Regions from separate parts of the Mus musculus genome. Here region 1 is linked to region 2. Evidence: chromatin contacts called from public promoter capture Hi-C data. All regions are on one chromosome and are shown on one strand. The core of a region is the stretch at or near the end of the contact, and the rest is flanking DNA. Distances in the headings are between cores, read along the strand shown.

The links. Promoter capture Hi-C pulls out the DNA fragments that hold promoters and counts their contacts.
Region 1: a contact with region 2 is called in a promoter capture Hi-C map of liver, with 4 times the contacts expected there. The contact joins the promoter of Tmem270 here to the enhancer-like site in region 2. A contact is called at or near these places in 2 of 39 promoter capture datasets (hippocampal neurons and liver), 8 of 484 Hi-C or Micro-C datasets (B cells, cerebellum, cortical neurons and 4 more) and 1 of 115 datasets of contacts at active chromatin or transcription factors (embryonic stem cells).

Annotation. Positions count from the first base shown.
Region 1 is chr5:134,904,334-134,910,221 of GRCm38.p6, forward strand. It overlaps Tmem270 (transmembrane protein 270), which reads right to left and starts at 2,400. Exons shown (of 3, transcript NM_194065.3): 1 at 2,295-2,400. The coding sequence starts at 2,366.
Region 2 is chr5:134,372,700-134,379,553 of GRCm38.p6, forward strand. Gtf2ird1 (general transcription factor II I repeat domain-containing 1) reads right to left here. Exons shown (of 30, transcript NM_001081464.2): 21 at 4,195-4,378; 22 at 3,408-3,436. Among named protein-coding and RNA genes, the nearest start is that of Gm46925, 28 kb to the left of the region's middle. Within about 2 kb of position 1,987, at least 60 of the 459 cell types and tissues checked have an H3K27ac peak or open chromatin away from gene starts, as enhancers often do. A contact at or near this core is called in liver, where this site is marked.

The DNA of each region.
Region 1 (5,888 bases), core at 1,150-3,649, 530 kb after region 2:
TTCCTCAATGAAGAGTGTGCCTCTCTGGTAGAGCATAAGCCTCCAGCCCAGAGGTGACAGAGATGATCAACCTGGTACCCTATATCCATGGGAATCTCAGGGTCAATGTACATCTGAAGGACCAGGATAGGAAGCCAGGCCTGGTGCACATGACTGCTCTTGAACAGAGGTCAAGAGTTCAAGGCTAGCCTGGGCTATACAGTGAGTTTTGGAACTAGCCTGGGCTACGTGGTGAGTTTGAGGACCACATAGTAAGACAGCAGGGGAGGTGAGGAGGTATAGATGGAGAAGGAGGAAGAGGAGGAGAAGGAAGAGGAGCAGGAGGAAGAAGAGGAAAAGGAGGAAGAAGAAGAGGAGGAGGAAGAAGAAGAGGAGGAGGAAGAGGAGGAGGAGAGTACTTGCTGGTGAAGCATGAGGATCAGAGAGTTCTGGTCTCAGCACCCACATAATAAAACAGAGCAGGCATGACCCAGTGCATGTATGCCTCAGGACACACATGGCCCAGTGCATGTATGGCTCAGGACACACATGGCCCAGTGCATGTATGGCTCAGGACACACATGGCCCAGTGCATGTATGCCACAGGACACACAAGGCCCAGTGCATGTATGGCTCAGGACACACGTGGCCCAGTGCATGTATGCCTCAGGACACACATGGCCGAGTGCTGGTATACCTCAGGACACACATGGCCCAGTGCATGTATGGCTCAGGACACACATGGCCCAGTGCATGTATGCTCAGGACACACATGGCCCAGTGCATGTATGGCTCAGGACACACATGACCCAGTGCATGTATGCCTCAGGACACACATGGCCCAGTGCATGTATGGCTCAGGACACACATGGCCCAGCATGTATGCCTCAGGACACACATGGCACAGTGCATGTATGCCTCAGGACACACATGGCCCAGTGCATGTATGCCTCAGGACACACATGACCCAGTGTATGTATGGCTCAGGACACACATGGCCCAGTGCATGTATGGCTCAGGACACACATGACCCAGTGCATGTATGCCTCAGGACACACATGGCCCAGCATGTATGCCTCAGGACACACATTACCCAGTGCATGTATGGCTCAGGACACACATGGCCCAGTGCATGTATGCCTCAGGACACACGTGGCCCAGCATGTATGCCTCAGGACACACATGGTCCAGTGCACGTATGGCTCAGGACACACATGGCCCAGTGCATGTATGCCTCAGGACACACGTGGCCCAGTGCATGTATGCCTCAGGACACACAAGGCCCAGTGCATGTATGGCTCAGGACACACATGGCCCAGTGCATGTATGCCTCAGGACACACATGGCCCAGTGCATGTATGGCTCAGGACACACGTGGCCCAGTGCATGTATGGCTCAGGACACACATGGCCCAGCATGTATGACTCAGGACACACGTGGCCCAGTGCATGTATGACTCAGGACACACGTGGCCCAGTGCATGCATGCAACCTCAGTACTGAAGGTATTTTTGAAGACAGGAGGATATCTGTGGCTTGCAAAGCTGCTGGACAAAATAAAATGAATAAACAAATGTATCAACTCCAAGTTCCAAGAATCAAAGAAATAAGGGAGAGGGAGGGGGGAGGGAGGGAGAAGGGAAAGAGAGGGAAAGAGAGAGCACCCTCCTCTGGCTTCTATGTGCACACACAGGCATTTACACACATGTATATACATCATACCCACACCCACATACATGCACACTAAACAGAAAGGAGAGAAAGAAAGAGAGGAGGCCAGGGAGGGAGAAGGGCAGGGGTGAGGAAAGGAAAGGGAATGTAGGCCAATGAGATTGCTCAACAGGTAAAGGCACTGTCTGCCAAGCCTGCGGCCTGAGTTCAATCCCCAGGACCCACATGGTGGAAGGAGAGGACACACACACACACACTATTTATAGACATAAATATATAATCTTTTTAAGGGAAAGAAATGAAGGGCTAGGAATAATAATGTACATCTTTAGTCTCAGCACAGGGGAGGCAGAGGCAGGCAAATCTCTGAGTTCAAGGTTAGCCTGGTCTACATAGAAAGTACCAGGACACCAGGGCTACATAATAGACCCTTATCTTAAACACACACACACACACACACACACACACATACACACGGAAGAGAGAAGAGAAAGGAAGGGGGAGAGGAGGAGAAGGAAACAAGATTGCGGATAGACAGCTATGCCACAGCACTTGGGAGATGGGGCTCTCAGGACTTGACTGTTTATTCCTTGGTGGCTGGGAATGGCTGAATCTCTCCAGGTCCCCTCTCCATACCCTGCTTACCAGTGCAGAGAGCCTCCCAGCCCGCAGAAGAATTCTGAGAAGGCCAGATCTGACCCGGGGAGCGGCCTCCATGTCTGGCCTCCACCCATTCCTCCAGCCAGGAGAGGCAGGGTGACCTCACAGATGCCACAGGGTGGGGGTCCAGTTGCCATGGGGACCCAGTTGCCACATGACACACTACCCTTTGCCATAGCTCCCTTTACCTGCTCCTCTGAGGTCAAGTCTGGCTCCATGGTCATCACAGATGTCTAGCCTTAGGATCAATTGTCTACCTACTATCGGGAAAAAACTCAGAGCCCATTTCAGAATCGCCTAGTTTACCGCCAGATGTGGGGGTTGAGTGGTAGGGAGATAGGGATGTAGAGAAAGAAGAACAAAATGAAGGAGGGAGGAGATGGGCTCTCTATGGCCTTACTTTCCAAGTTGGACCGCAAGGGTAGCAGTGTTGCCATAGGAGAAGCCTCAGTTTAGCATCCTCAACTGAGACCCCTCTGTCCTCACCGCCCCCCCCCCAGGCCTCTTTCTCTGTCCCTTCCCTCTCCCCATCAGTTTCAGGCTGAAGAACCAGTGTGCAGTCTTGCAGTTTCCCCATTCAGAGGAGCAGGGATGACCAGCTGGGAGTACAAAGGAATCAGTGTACGCTGCCTTGCACCACGCCAGGGGGCGCCATTCTGCTTTCCTCCCTGGAGAAGCGTGCTCACATCCCCAGAACAAGACCTAAAAGAGCTCCGAGCAGGTGCAGTACCGCGATGCGGTCGCGTGAGGGCAGAAGACACCGCAGGGGCGAGCAGGGCGCTTGACAGGCAGGATAAAGTTTCTCATTTTGCAAGGCTGATTTCCTGGTAACAACCTCCTGGAAACACCTGAGAGAGCTCCCTGTGCATTTCCAGTCAATGCCTGGGTTACAAGAAGGGAACCACCCGGAGATAATGAGACTCACAGTCTTCCTTTTATTTAACCCTCTTGTTAATATGTGCAGAACTCGGGATTGAAAACGGGGCTTTGCAAGCCATGCAACCCCACCTGGCCTCCATTTCTCCGTGTCTCTAAGGCAAACTTCCGAGTCTTCTGCCCCGCGTCCTGCTATTTCCAGTTTTTTAACGTGACTTTTTTTTTTTTTAATTTCTGTGGCTTGGAAAAAGCTGGATTTAAAAAAAAAAGATTTATTTATTTATTATATGTAAGTTCACATGCCATTAATACTCGGGAGGCAGTGGCAGGTGGATCTCTGGGTTCAAAACCAGCCTGGTCTACATAGTGAGTTCCAAGACAGCCAGGGCTACACAGAGAAACCTTGCCTTGAAAAAATGAGAGGGAGGGAGGGAGGGAGAGAGAGAGAGGTTGAGAGAGAGAGAGAGAGACCGACCCTGTCTCAAAAAGAAAGAAAAGGAAAAGAAATCAAATACCTGGCCAGTTGGTAAAGCACTTGCTGTCAAGACTGTTGACCTGAGTTTGGCCCCAGACCAGAGATACACACAGTATAAGGAGAGAATCGATTCTGCTGGAATTTGGAGGTGGTAAAGTACGTGGCTAACAGGTGCAAGACTGAGTTCCACGTCCAACACAGAAAAGAAAAACAAGAAAAGAAAAGAAAGAGATCAGAGGTGGAGGTTAAAGAACTTAACACCAACCCTGATCAGTTTAGCCCCATCCCCAGAACACACATGGTGGAAAAGTAGAAACTATTGCCCCAAGTTGTCTTCTGGCCTCCACAGGCAAGACCCTTGTCATGTGTGCACTCACACCACAGGAAGAAAGAAGAAAAGAAAAGAAGGAAGGGAGAGAGGGAGGGAAAGAGGGAGGAAGAAAAAGAAAGAGAAGCTTAAAAATTTTTTTTAAAACAAAGGACCTGATGAAGCACAGAAGCAAAGAAAGTTAACAAAAGGAACCAAAAGAGCCATGAGGTTTGTGCAAACATAGTCCAGTCTCATTAGTAGTCAGGGGGAAATGTGAATCAAAGACACACCAAGATGCTATCTCCCCTTCCTTAGCAAAAAACAAAAGAATCAGGGCACATCGTGCACCAGTGACTTTACAGGGCAAATTGAAATTTATGCAGAGCCCAGAGCCTGATGCAGGATCTTAAAGATCCATACAGGAAATGATCATGCAAATGCTGCCCATGAACACATGGACAACTAAAACTAGAAATAGACCAAGAGCTGAATGGTTGGCTCAGTGGTAGAGCTCCTGCCTAGAATCCCCCAGGGAGGGGGCTGGAAGATTCAACCTTCCATACATTTGCTCTAATTTCTACTGATCCTACTTCACAACCCCCATTGGCAAAAGGACCCCTTACGGAAACGTCTGCTCGTGAGTAAAGATAAGTGCAGAGCTGCAGACGGGTCTTTCCATCAGTAAAGAGATGGATAAATAAAATTGGAAACTCCCTTTGAGGGATGACTTAAGGTTGGCTGGAATAAATGAAATCTGTTCGGGTTGACGTAGAAAAGTCTGGAAAACAAGATTAAGTGAAAAGAGAAAGCTCCAAGGAGCTACCTGTAGTGTGACAGCATTAATATATGTTTGCCAGGCTCAGGGGACTCAGGAACTCCCACCCAACCAGGGACACAATCCTGGTTTGCACTTGCACCCGGGAGTGGACCTTGTGCTCCAACACTCCCCACCCCAATCACACCCAGCTACAGCTTGACCCCTAGGAGTTCTGACACACCCAGGCTCACAGGAAATGCAGAGACAAGACAAAAACAGAACAACAACAACAACAAAAACAAAACAAACAAACAAAAAACATGGAGCAGAGACTGAAGAAAGGCCATCCAGAGACTGCCCCACCTAGGGATCCATCCTACCTACAGACACCAAACCCCAACTTCACTGCTGATGCCAAGAAGTGCTTGCTGACAGCAGCCTGGCATGGCCGTTCCCTGAGAGGCTCTGCCAGACCCTGGCCAGTACAGATGCAGATACTAACATCCAACCATCGGACTGAGCCCAGGGACCCTAGTGGAAAAGTTAGGGGAAGGACTAAAGGAGCTGAAGAGGATTGCAACCCCATAGGAAAAACAATATCAACTAACAGTCTCTGGACTCAGTGGTTAAGAGCACTGAATGCTCTTCCAGAGGTCCTGAGTCCAAATCTCAGCAACCATATAGTGGTTGACAACCATCTGTAATGAGATCTGGTGCTCTCTTCTGGTGTGTCTGAAGACAGCTACAGTGTACTCATATAATAAATAGACAGACAGACAGACAGATAGATCTTTTTGAAAGATTTTGAAGAGAGAGAGAGATTGAAATTTAGACCAGGGATGTAGCTCAGTTGGTAAAATGATGGCCCAGCCTGCACAAAGCCCTGGGTTTGGTCCTCTCAGCCCTGTATAAACCAGATGTAGTGGCCCGTGCTTGTAATTCCTACCCATGCTCCAGAGACGAGGCAGAGGCAGGAGGCAGAGGCGGGAGGCAGAGAGAGAGGCAGAGAGGGAGGCAGAGAGGCAGAGAGGGGCAGAGGCCAGGGAGTTCAAAGTCATCCTTGACTACACATTGAGTCTGAGGTCAGCGTGGGCAACCATTAGACCACCCGGAAGATGAGATGGAAGCTAAGTGGGGGGAAGAGACCCAGGCAGAGGGGAA
Region 2 (6,854 bases), core at 737-3,236:
AGGGCTCAGAGGTTAAGAGTACCGACTGTTTTTCCAGAGCCCCTGAGTTCAATTCTCAGCAACCACATGGTGGCTCTAATCATCTGTAATGGGATCTGATGCCCTCTTCTGGTGTGTCTGAAGACAGCCACAGTGTACTCGAATACATTAAATACATAAATAGATAAATAAATATTTTTTTAAAAAAGAAGAAACTGGGCTTGGGGTGGGGGTAGAGAGATGGCTCAGTGGTTCAAGAGCGATGGTTGCTCTTGCAAAAGAACAAGGTTCGGTTCCCAGCATTCATTGTGGCTTACAACCACCTACATCTCTAGTTCTCTGGCCTCCACAGACACCAGGCACACATGGTGCGCATAAACACGTGCAGGTGAAACAAACAGATAAAGAATCCCCCCCCCCCCAAAACACAGCAGCAATAACCACAACAGACAAAAGCTGAGTGGGTAAAGTGTTTAGCTTGGAAACATAAGATCTGAGCCCCACATCCTCTGTAAAAGCAGGGCCTGAAGCCAGCCAAGTAGCTCAGATGGTAAAAACACCTTCCTGCCTCTAAGGTTGAAGACCTGGGTGTATACATACACACACACACACACATACACACACTATGTAGTAATTCTTTTTTTTTTTTTAAAGCAAGGCTTAGGGCTGGAGAGATGGCTCAGTGGTTTAGAATGCTCACTGTTCTTTGAGAGGACCTGAGTTCAGTTCTCAGGGCCTGTGCCAGGCAGCTCAAAACTGAAACTCCAGCAGCAGGGGATCTGGTGACATCTTCTGGTCTCTAAAGGAATTGCACTCACAAACAATTCTTTTCCCTACCTCTCCCCCACCCCCTCGATTAAAAGTTATGAACGATAGTGTGAAATTGTAATCCCATCACCAGAGAGGCAGATACAGAAGGATGCCTGGGACTAGTTGGTCAGCCTAGCTTCAGGCCAGTGAGAGATACTATCTTTAAAAAAATAAAATAAAATAAAAATAATAATACATTTAATAGGGCAGCTCCACAGGACCAACATCTAGGGTTGCTCTCTGGCCTCTGTACATAAACACACACACACACACACACATACACACACACAGAGGCACACTCCCCCCACTCACGCACACACTCACTCAAAATTCTAAAACCAGATGCTAGTGGCTCATGACTTTAATCCTAGTACTCTGGAGCCAGAGACAAGCAGATCTCTATAAGTTCAAGACCAGCCTGGTAAACAGAACAAGTTCCAAGAAAGCCAGGGTTACACAGAAAAACCCTGTCTAGAAAAAACATAACGAACATAAGTAAAAAATCCTAATATCAAACCCTATCCATCAAGTAAATAAACCAGTTTAAACTGGGAATTTGTAAAAAAGGGAGGTTACAGATAGGACCATAGGACCCATGTCATTGCACCTAGTGGTCAGGAGGGGGCGACAGAGAGACACTCAGCAGAATCAGATTTAGCACATTAAGGTACAACTTAGCTCCTGCAAGTAGGGAAGTCTTTTCCTTTCAAATCTCAGCCAGGCTAGGCAAATGCTCTGTGACTTCGAGAAATTTCCTTCAACTCTCTTGAGTCTATGTTTCCTCCTGGGAGAAGGTAACCGATCCCAGAGTGGTGGCCCACTACTGTAACTTCAACGCTCTGGAAGCTGAGGCAGAAAGGCCACAAATTTGAGGCCAGTCTGGGATACATATCAGGACGCTGTCCCCAAAACGAGTGCGTTTGGAGGCCAGGGAGAGCCATGGGGGCTGTAGGGGGATTGGCTGACTTATATACTGGGTTCCTACCGAGGCTGGAGGTCTAGCCATACTTCCTGGACCCCAGAGGGACAGGAGCAGAAGCACCCAGCAGTGACATCAGCTTAGATAATCACTTGTGTCAGGGGTGGCAACTGGCTAGGGTCTGACTTTAGGCTATCATCAGCCAGGGTCCAAGAGGCCCATGTTTACAAACTAACTCAAGAGCTGGGGTGGAGGGCAGACAGGCTGAGCTAGGGTCAGTCCCAAAGAAGGGACTTTCTGGATCTCTCATTGGTGGAAAGGCAGCCCTCTGTGTTCACAAGTACTGCCTTGTCCCCAGCTTCCTTCCTGAGGAAGTACTCATTTCCCTCATGGTCTGACTGCCAGCTCTGGTCCAGCCTCTGGTCCCACCCAGGGCTCTCTCCACAGTGGGCACCAGGATCCTAGAGTCCACCCAGTTAGCTGCTGCAGCAGGTAAAAATGAGGCCAGGGGCTTCTTTTGTTTGTTTTGTTTACTTTTTTTTTTCAAGATGGGGTCTTGGGGGCTAAGGATATACTTGATTTGATAGGTTCTTGTCTAGAGTGCATAAAGCCCTGGTTCCAGCCCCAGTACCTCATAAACCAGGCTTGGTGAAATACACGAAATCTTAGCAAGCTTGATTTAGCCATGCCCCCAGCCCCTCACTGGGGGATTCTAGGCAGGGGCTCTACCACTGAGCCACACCCCCAGCCCCTCCCTGGGGGATTCTAGGCAGGGGCTCTACCACTGAGCCACGCCCCCAGCCCCTCACTGGGGGATTCTAGGCAGGGGCTCTACCACTGAGCCACGCCCCCAGCCCCTCACTGGGGGATTCTAGGCAGGGGCTCTACCACTGAGCCACTCACCAGCCTTTCACTGGGGATTCCAGAGGAGCTCTCTAGCTTTTGTTTTTTGAAACAATGTTTCTCTGTGTAGCGCCAGGCTGTCCTAGAATTCATTTTGTAGACAAGCAAACCTCAAATTCTGCCTCCCAGGTGGGCCACTATGCTCAGCTTTTTTTCTTTTGTTCATTTGAGATGGTCTCTCACTGACCTGGAGCTAACTTGCTGAATAGACCAGGCAGGCTGCTCAGTGAGCCCTAGCAATTTGCAAAGCTCCACCTCCTCCAAACAGGATTACAAACTGCACCACAAAGCACAGCTGTGTTTTCTCCCCCCCCCCCATCCCATCCACCCCTACACAGATTTTTTTAAATGTGGGTTCCTGGGATTAAACTCAGGTTCTCTTGTTTGCACAGCAAATACTTTATAGACTATGTTATCTTCCTAGCTCCCCAATGCCTCACATATTACCACCAAGCTCCCTGTACCCTATGACAACATTCAAATACATTTGCCATCAATTTTCCCCATTTCCTGAGTTAGCCAGGTCTCCCGGAGGTCATGGGACTGACTGGGTGAAGCCCGTGGTTCCAATGTTATCTCAACGGGGTCTCTGGGTCTTAAGACCAGGGATTCTGCAGCCTTTCTCCATCAACCGGAGGCAGACGCAAAGGGAGTTGCAGGAACAGCAGGGTAGTACCCTGGTCCTGCGCCTGAGCCAGGCAGGTGTCTCCCATGAAGGTTTTGAATTTCCAGAACTGTGCACAAACCCCCACCCCTAATACCAAGTACCTCCCAAACCCCCAGAAGTACCACTTACCAGGCTTTGGGATAAGTCCTTGGAATGGCCTGGAAGGGAAACAGAAGTGAGCTTCAGGGGAAAGGGATGGGGACGAGGTTACCACCAGGTAGATGATGATACTAGCTTGCCAAGGGATTGGTAACAAAAGCCCAGGGTCCTTTTCAGACACTAGCATTCAATGTTTGACTCTTTGAGAGGTCTCATGGAGCCCAGCCTAGCCTTGAATCCTGATGTTCTAGCCAAGGCTGACTCTGAAAGTCTGCTCCTCCTGCTTCTACCGCCTGAGCGCTGAGGTTACAGGTATGCACCACTACTCCTGGTTTATGAGAGCTGGGGATGGGACTCAGGACTTCGTGTGTCCTAGACACGCCATGAAACCAACCAGGCCACTTCCCTAGCTTTTGTTTTTGTTTTAAAGAAAGGGTCTAATTATGAAGGCTGGGCATAACTTTATGGTTATGAAGGTTAACCCATAACCTTCCTGCCTCTGCTTCCTGTGTGCTGGGATTCGAGGCCTGTTTTGGGATCTGTACCGTGTGAGCATGTGCACGGGGGGTGGGGGAGAGAAGTAGTCTTGTTTATGTGCACACATGCATGCCAAAGGTCGCCTTCCAGAATCTTCCTTCATCAGTCTACTTTTCTTTGTTTCCTTTTTGAGCAAAGGTTTTTTTTCACCAAACACGGAGCAAGTCATTTAGCGCGACTGGCTAGCTGTAGTCCCTCTCCAACACCCCCTACTATAGGAACTTCTGGAGCCAGCTCCCAATCCCAGCCAGGCTAGTCTGAGCTCTTCCTCATCAAATACCTGGTGACCGTGAACTTGATCTTGTCAGCCACAGAGAGAATCCTTTCCAGGTTCTGGGAGCCAAAGGTGCAGGGTTTGCGGAATGGGATCCCGGGGGGTAGGCCTTCAATGATTACCGAGCCTGGGTTGCTTTTGATTCTCTTGTAGGGCACCTGCACTGGGTATTTGATGCCCAGAGCTTCACCTGGATAGGAGAGAGGCAGTTGTACCAGTCAGGAGCAAGAGGCCGAACAGACGGGGCAGGAGGAGTCTGGGGGCTTCTCTCCCAGAGGGCTGAGGATCTTTGTGGAAGATGGGAGAAGTTGTACGTGAACAGGACTTGGAGATCAATAATATGTGTACTGTGCAGAGTTGCTGGTGGGAATCCACGCTGGATGGGCCTCGAATACATGGCTCCTGATACTGGGTTAGGCAATGCTTAATGTTTCTCAGCCTCTCGGCTGTACCGCTGGGCCTCCCAGATGGAAACATAAGCTCTTCCCCGGACTGAGGTATTCAGCTTCAGGGTCAGTCTTAGGAATGTGACCCAGGGAATGAATGGGCGTGCTCTACCCAGCAGGGAAGAAGGTAGGCAAAGGCTGCCAGGGTGCTGACTGGATCCCAGGGGCCACTGTCTACCTGGTCTCAGGTCCCTTCCCCTTTTCCTTTCTCTCCATTTCTTCTGAGACAGGGTCTTATTATGTAGCCTTGGCTGGCTTGGGACTTCCTATGTAGACCAGGCTAGCCTCAAACAGAGATCTACCAGCCTCTGCCTCTTAGTTTTGGGATTAAAGGCATATGCCTAGCTCCTCTATGTACAAAGTCTTTTAATTAATTAATTAACTAATTAATTAATTAAATGTGTATGGGTCTTTGGTCTGCCTGTATGTCTGTGCACCATGTGCATGGCCTGGTGATTTCAGAGTCCAGAAAGGGACACCAGTTCCCCTGAGACAAGAGTTACAAATGGTTGTGAGCCACCAAGCGGATGATGAAAACCAAACGAAGCCAATGCTAATGGCTGAGCTATCTCTCCATCCTCACCAGAATGTCTCTCTTTTTTAAAAAAGAGTTATTTATTTATGTGAGTACACTGTCACTGTCTTCAGACACACCAGAGAGCATCAGATCCCATCAGAGATGGTTGTGAGCCACCGTGTGGTTGCTGGGAGTTGAACTCAGGACCTCCGGGAGAGCAGTCTCTCCAGCCCCTCACCCTCACCAGCAATTCTTAAGTTTTGTTTGAGACAGGGTCTCATGTAGCTCAGGCTGACTTCCAACATACTATGTAGCTGAGGATGGCTTTGAATTCCTTCCTTTCTTCCTTCTTGGTTAAAGGTGTGCACCATTAGGGGCTGGAGAGATGGCTCAGCGGTTAGGAGCACTGCCTGCTCTTCCAGAGGTCTTGAGTTCAATTCCCAGTAGCCACATAATGCCTCACAACCATCTGTAATGGGATCCGATGCCCTCTTCTAGTGTTCTGAAGACAGCTGCAGTGTATGCGTATACAGAAAATAAGTAAATCTCAAAAAAATAAATAAATAAAAATAAAAAAGGGTGTGTGCCACCACCTCCCAGCTGGTTTTGAACAACATCTTCTTCTTCTTCTTCTTCTTCTTCTTCTTCTTCTTCTTCTTCTTCTTCTTCTTCTTCTTCTTCTTCTTCTTCTTCTTCTTCTTCCTCTTCCTCTTCCTCTTCCTCTCCTCCTTCTCCTTCTCCCTTCTCCCTTCTCCCTTCTTCTTCTCCTTTTTGGTTTTTCGAGACAGGGTTTCTCTGTATAGCCCTAGCTGTCCTGGAACTCACTTTGTAGACCAGGCTGGCCTCGAACTCAGAAATGGCCTGCCTCTGTCTCCTGAGTGCTGGGATTAAAGGCGTGCTCCACCATGCCCAACGGTTTTGAACTTCTGATCCACCTGCCTCTATCTCCTGAGTGTCATGACGACAGGTGTCTGCCATCATACCCAGTTTATGTGGTGTCAAGAATGGAGCCCAGGGGGCTGGTGAGATGGCTCAGTGGGTAAGAGCACCTGACTGCTCTCCGAAGGTCTGAAGTTCAAATCCCAGCAACCACATGGTGGCTCACAACCATCTGTAACAAGATCTGACTCCCTCTTCTGGAGTGTCTGAAGACAGCTACAGTGTACTTACATATAATAAATAAATAAATCTTAAAAAAAAATGCATGCATACATACATACATACATAATACATACATAATGTTTAAAAAAAAAAAAAAGAATGGAGCCCAGGGCTCCACACATGCTCAGCAAACAGTTTATCAATGGAGCCACCCCAGCCTCTATTAAAGAGTTTTAAATGACATCTTCATGTGTGTGTGTGAGTGTGTGAGAGTGTGTGTGCGTGAGTGTGTGTGCGCGCGCGCGTGTGCATGAGCACCTGCATGTGCACATCCCGCGGTGCATATAGTAGAGGCAAGAGGGAGAGTGATATTGCAGAAGTTGGCTTTTTCCTTTCACTACGTGGGGTCCAGGAATCGAACTCTGGTCATCAGGCTTGGCACTAAACACCTATACCCTGCGAGCCACCTCATCAGCTAGCATCTACCTAAACACGTTCTCTATTTGTCTCTGAACAAAATCTTACTCTGTAGTTCATGCTGGGCCTGGAACTCAGAACAATCCTTCTATCTCAGCCAAGTGATGAGGTTACAGGAACACAGC